Linked DNA regions of Mus musculus: region 2 is linked to region 1. The links are chromatin contacts, called in public HiChIP or PLAC-seq maps. All regions are on one chromosome and are shown on one strand. Each heading gives the region's core, a stretch centred on a gene start, on an enhancer-like site or on the middle of the called end of the contact. The rest is flanking DNA. Distances are from core to core; before and after follow the strand shown. Region 1 overlaps Slc7a7 (solute carrier family 7 (cationic amino acid transporter, y+ system), member 7). Region 2 has its middle 20 kb from the start of Dad1.

Region 1 (2,523 bases), core at 9-2,508:
CTCTGACTCTGACTCTGACTCTGACTCTCTCTCTCTCTCTCTCTCTCTCTCTCTCTCTCTCTCTCTCTCTCTCTCTCTCTCTCTCTGTCTTTGAGACAGGGTATTACTATGTCCCTTGGCCTGCCTGGAACTCAAAACCAGAGGTTCACCATTCTCTGCCTCCCCAGTGTTGGCATTAAAGGCCAACCCACACCACCACACACAGGGTCTGCTATTGCGATGTAAGCCATCTTCCATCAGTGCAGGAAAACCAGGGCTGGAGAGATGGCTCCGCAGTCACAGCCCTCGTACAGGATCTGGGTTAGATTCCCAGCACCCACAGGGAGTGGCTCACACAGGTCGCCTGTAGCTCAGGCCTCTGGCTTTCTCAGGCACCCGCACTCATGTGGTGCACATGCAGACAGGAAGGCTAGAACAGGTGCAGGACCAGATAGACGGTCTGGACTTGTGGCGTGTGGCACACATTGTCAGATTAGAAAAAGGCAGTTTGCTTTCCCAATAAAGATTACAAAACATGTAAGAAGCGGGAAAGGAGACAGGGCTTCCCTGACATCCTTTGATGGTATTAATTTCATTCTGTTATATTTTGAACTCTATGAATTAAGAAGAGCATATTGTGGAAAAATGCAAGCACATATTAATGCAAAAGTAGAGTGAACAATGAGACCAACGTTTGTTACTCCAGCACAGTGTACGTTGTCGCTGCTGTGGTCCCATCCCGTGAGAGTACTGAAGCTTATCTAAGCATCATTAACATTTAACTTGTAAGCTTCAGGATTAATCTCTACGGGATAAGGACTCACAGTTTGTTGGTGAGACTTTAGACTATTTGAAGTTAAACCTGGGCATTGATCAGAGCAGGCTAAAGGTATTGCTACTTTTGGATTAAAAATTATCTTATGTGTATGTGCCTGGATGCATGTGTGTGTCGTGTGCATGGAGGATCCTGCAGAGATCAGAAAATTGTGTATGGTCCCCTAGAACCGGAGTTATGGGTAGTTAGTTGTGTGGGTGTTGGGGACTAGACATGGGTTCTCTGCAAGAGCAGCAAGTACTCTTAACTGATCGGTCTCCCACCTTCCCTTTTCAGAACAACCTGGGCATTTCCATTTTGTTCTAGAGCGGATTCTGGGCCCTCATGACAGCATCCTCCCCAGAGACTTTGTGTCTGCTGGGGTTGACCTGTCCTGGAGTGCCTCTTCAGGTTGCAGGAGTGTCATCTTCCCAGCAGCTGCCTTGCAGGGATAGAGTAGCAGCTGGGTCAAGGTTAAAGGTCATTTTAGGCAATCCTCCCATGGACTTGGCTCAGTATTGGGTGGGGACTGAATTACCCGCCGGGGTAGAAGGGCAGGTGTCTTTGTCTGTAGGCTAACTTGCATCCATCCCTATTATTCTAACCCTGAGGTCTCCTTCCTCTGACTCCGCAGCAGGAGGTGGGGCTTTGCTTCAAGAGCCATACTTTTGGCTGAGCTTTGGGGACTCTGGTCAGCTGTATCTGTTAGGGGTGGGGACAAAGAGCCTAGTCAGCATTGAGGCTTGCCTTATTCATTTCCTGTTCCCAGGGCCAGGCTCTCTGGAGGAAGCTGGGAGCTGTGCAAGGTGTGAGCCAGCTCCCTTCAGCCGGTTCTCTCAGTGCTCCCGTCTCTGTGTGTAGGGTTTTGCATTCAAATTGAGCCTCCCCTCCTCAAGTTCAGTACAGAGAGCAGACCGGGACATGATGGGGGTCTGTGACTGGGGGTTGTTCCCCAGTAGTGGGGAACATGGCAGGTAACAGAAGGGATGAAGTGATCCTAGCCGTAGGGATCAAAATATCAACATTCTCAGCCTGGGAGTTGTGACCTCGATGAGTGTGCGTGGGGGTCCAATGACCCTTTCACAGGGGTCACATGTCAGATACCCTACATAACATATATTTACATTATGATTCATAACAGTAGTAGAATTAAAATGGTGAAGTAGCAACAAAATTTTTTGTTTGGGGAGGGTCACTGTGGCATGAGGAACTGCATTAAAGGGTCTCAGCATTAGGAAGGTTGAGAACCGCTGCTCCGCATTCTCCTGGCCGGGGTCGCTGTAAGAAAAGGCGTGAGTCAGCTGTCTTGTCTGTGCTCATGACCGTGAACAGAACCAAGACAAAGTGCCCTGTGACATGGAGCTGCAGACTCTGCGAAGCAGAAGTAGTCCTTTAAGTCTATTCCAGTCCCATGCTGTGACCTATGGTTACCCTGCTAGGCTGGCCCACCCTGGGGCATCGTTGGCCACTCAAAGAGACAAAGTAAGAGTAGATGCAGAGGGAGATGCACTCAGTATGGCAACACTGGGAAGGGAAACGAACAAGCAAAGAGGTTCAGTAGATTCTAATATGAGGCTTAGGTCTAAATAGAGGGTGAGAGACATGCACAGCTAAGCAGCCCTGGTAAAAGAATGGTCTCCACCACCCTGGTCCTCATCGCCTTAGTTCTAATGTCTCTAGCAAAGTGGCCTGAGAAGATGCCACGCTGTGTGAAATCACTTTGAGTCACT
Region 2 (2,523 bases), core at 18-2,517, 150 kb after region 1:
TATATGGGGAACAGCCCTGTCGTGTTCCCCTGAAGCTGATTACCAAATGACCCGTGCTCCAGAAGCCCTCCCATAGGACTGCACGCTGCCATAGGCTGAGGAACTCACGCTTCTGTTGCCCGGGTCACACTGGATCAAATCAGTCTCGGGTGTAGCTGACTACCCCTATCCTGGATGATTGAGGCTTGCCATTCAGTGGGTAGTCGGCCATTAGTGGTACTGGCCACTGTTGGAGCTGTTGGAAAAGGAGACTCCCAGGCCTTACCCCCAAGCGACAGAAGCAAAGCTTTGCATTTTAACACGGTGCCAGGTGGTGGTGTGCACCCGGAAGTCTGAGATGCCCGCATTTCCAGCTCTGGGTGTATCCTGCAACTACCCGGAAGCTTAACAGAGCTTGAGCCTCTCCATTCTTTATTAGCTCTTTGCTTAGCTAGACATACTCCAGAGTGAGTTAACAAGCCTTTTAGGAATGGTTGGGTTCAATATAATGACAAAACCTGGCAGGGGTCCTGTGGGCCAAGGCCTAGCACTGAGGAGAAGTTCACTAGGATGGCTGAGCGATCAGTGTGCTCGACACTCGTGCAGACATCCTGCAGCTTTCCCCGGAGAAGTGGATGAGGTTTACTTTGGATTCAATAAGCAGATATTTCAGATATGAAAAGCAATCGGACTTTAAGAGCAAAGGAAGACGTCACAACAGTACGCGTGAAGATTTACATTTCTCGCAGTGGCTTAGAGCCACCTGGGCCGGGTACTAGTTTCCAGGCGCAGATCTGCTTTTGTCTCGGGGTTGTGATTTTCCCCTTGGACTAGCCTTGGCGGCAGGCGTAGCTTGTTGTGAGTTTGTACCGTTTACAACAGTACAAACTACTTTCAGGGGTCTTGAGTTCAAATTTGAAAATGCACCATAGGCTTGCTGTAGACTTTAGTTAGCTTGCTCTGTGGCTCTCAGTTCCATACGCACAGAGAGGCTAACCGTGGGTTATTCCTCAACTAGGGAAGGGCCTTCCACAAGGCTCCCCGGGCGGAGGGGTTGGTTTTGCTGACTCAGGTACTGTATGGGCTGAGGGATGGATGTCCTGCTGTTTCCTGCAGCTTCCAGCTCACACCTCCTCTGTGTGTGTGTGTGGGGGGGGGGGTTATTTTTATTTCCTGTGTTCAATCTGTGGGGCTGCAAGCCATTTACCACAACTACTGTACATTGTTCCTTGCTCGGCAGTGGTGGGAAACAGCCCTTTGCACCCTCTGCCTACACACTTCCTGTCACCACGGCATGCAAATGTTCCTCCTGCTTCCTCTCCCGGCAGCCTGCACCTCTGCTCTTTGATCACGTCTGTGATCTTGGCCCACAAAGCGCTCTTGTTATGATTGTTGGAACATACTTGGGGGAAGTGACAGAGATTTGTTCCCTTCTTTGGGAAAGTCAGCAAGCCAGCCAGCATCAGCTAGTTTCCAGCACCTGGAAGCTACTAGCTCAGTTGTAGTTCTGGTGGGTTGTGGACTGGAAGTCTAGGCTAGTGTTTGGGTGCCTCATGACTTAAGATTTATCTTAGGGTTTTCATTGCTGTGATAAAACGCCATGGGGTGGGGTGGGGGGTGGAAGCCCCATGGGAGGAAAGGGTTTGTTTCAGTTTACAGCTGAAATCCATCAGTCGGGGAATCGGGGAAGTCGGGGCAGGAATGCAAGGCAGGAGCTGATGCTCAAACCAGGGGTGAAAGCTGCCTGCTGCCTTACAATACCTTGCTCAGCCTGCTTTCTTATAGCAGGGCCAGCTTGCTCAGGGTGGCACCACCTACAATGGGTTGGGCTTTCCCTCATCAGTTACTAAGAAAATGCCCCCACAGGCTTGCCCATCAATCTGAGGGGGACTTTTTTCAATTGACATCCCTTTTCCCAAATGATTCCAGACTGTCAAACTGACATGAGAACTAGCCAGTATAAGACGATAGCTAATTAAAAAAAAAAAAAATTTTTTTTTCCCCTGGGTATGTGTGGTCCTTTACCTTGAATAAGAACTTTAGTGAGAAAGAAAAAAATGAGAATTTCTGTCAGACTAGACAGAAATATTTTACTTACTTAATTTTGAATTTATAAGTCTGAGCACACATTTTTTTTTTTCCTAATGTGGGCAGCCCGGTATTGTGGAATGTGCTTTGCATGATGTAAAGTGTTGAATTGAGACTGTGTTCCGCTACATATTGTCTTTTGAACCTTAGAGGACCCTCTGTCTGTACAATTCTGTAAATAATTAATTAGGCGCCTGGGCTGTGCCCAGTAGGCATGGGCTATAAAGATAAGAAGCAGCCTCGCTGTCTAGGGGGTGAGTAAACCCACTTATGCCCTGTGTGTCTCGCACAGTATCAAGTGCCTGTTCCCGTCTGCTGTTGAAGTTCTATGATCCCGTGAGGTTCTCTAATCTCACAGGGATGTAGTCTCCTTTCTCCAAGTGGGGAGGTGGAGCGTTGGGTTGCCAGTGTTAGGATGTGAATCTTCTTTCTGACTCAAAGCATTTATTTGCTTTG

What was found. HiChIP or PLAC-seq counts read pairs in DNA pulled down with a chosen protein or histone mark.
Region 2: a contact with region 1 is called in an H3K4me3 HiChIP or PLAC-seq map of intestinal villus epithelium, with 5 times the contacts expected there. The contact joins two enhancer-like sites. A contact is called at or near these places in 2 of 15 datasets of contacts at CTCF or cohesin (the NIH/3T3 cell line and pro-B cells), 10 of 484 Hi-C or Micro-C datasets (the AML12 cell line, CD4 single positive thymocytes, bone marrow-derived macrophages and 5 more), 22 of 115 datasets of contacts at active chromatin or transcription factors (Th17 cells, acute myeloid leukemia, bone marrow-derived macrophages and 11 more) and 4 of 9 other capture datasets (adipose tissue, embryonic stem cells, liver and 1 more).

Annotation. Positions count from the first base shown.
Region 1 is chr14:54,382,471-54,384,993 of GRCm38.p6, reverse strand. The region is part of intron 2 of Slc7a7 (solute carrier family 7 (cationic amino acid transporter, y+ system), member 7); the gene reads left to right. Among named protein-coding and RNA genes, the nearest start is that of Oxa1l, 23 kb to the right of the region's middle. Within about 2 kb of position 1,258, at least 65 of the 459 cell types and tissues checked have an H3K27ac peak or open chromatin away from gene starts, as enhancers often do. A contact at or near this core is called in the AML12 cell line, bone marrow-derived macrophages, intestinal villus epithelium and 2 more, where this site is marked.
Region 2 is chr14:54,232,210-54,234,732 of GRCm38.p6, reverse strand. No RefSeq gene overlaps it. Among named protein-coding and RNA genes, the nearest start is that of Dad1, 20 kb to the left of the region's middle. Within about 2 kb of position 1,267, at least 138 of the 459 cell types and tissues checked have an H3K27ac peak or open chromatin away from gene starts, as enhancers often do. A contact at or near this core is called in the AML12 cell line, bone marrow-derived macrophages, intestinal villus epithelium and 2 more, where this site is marked.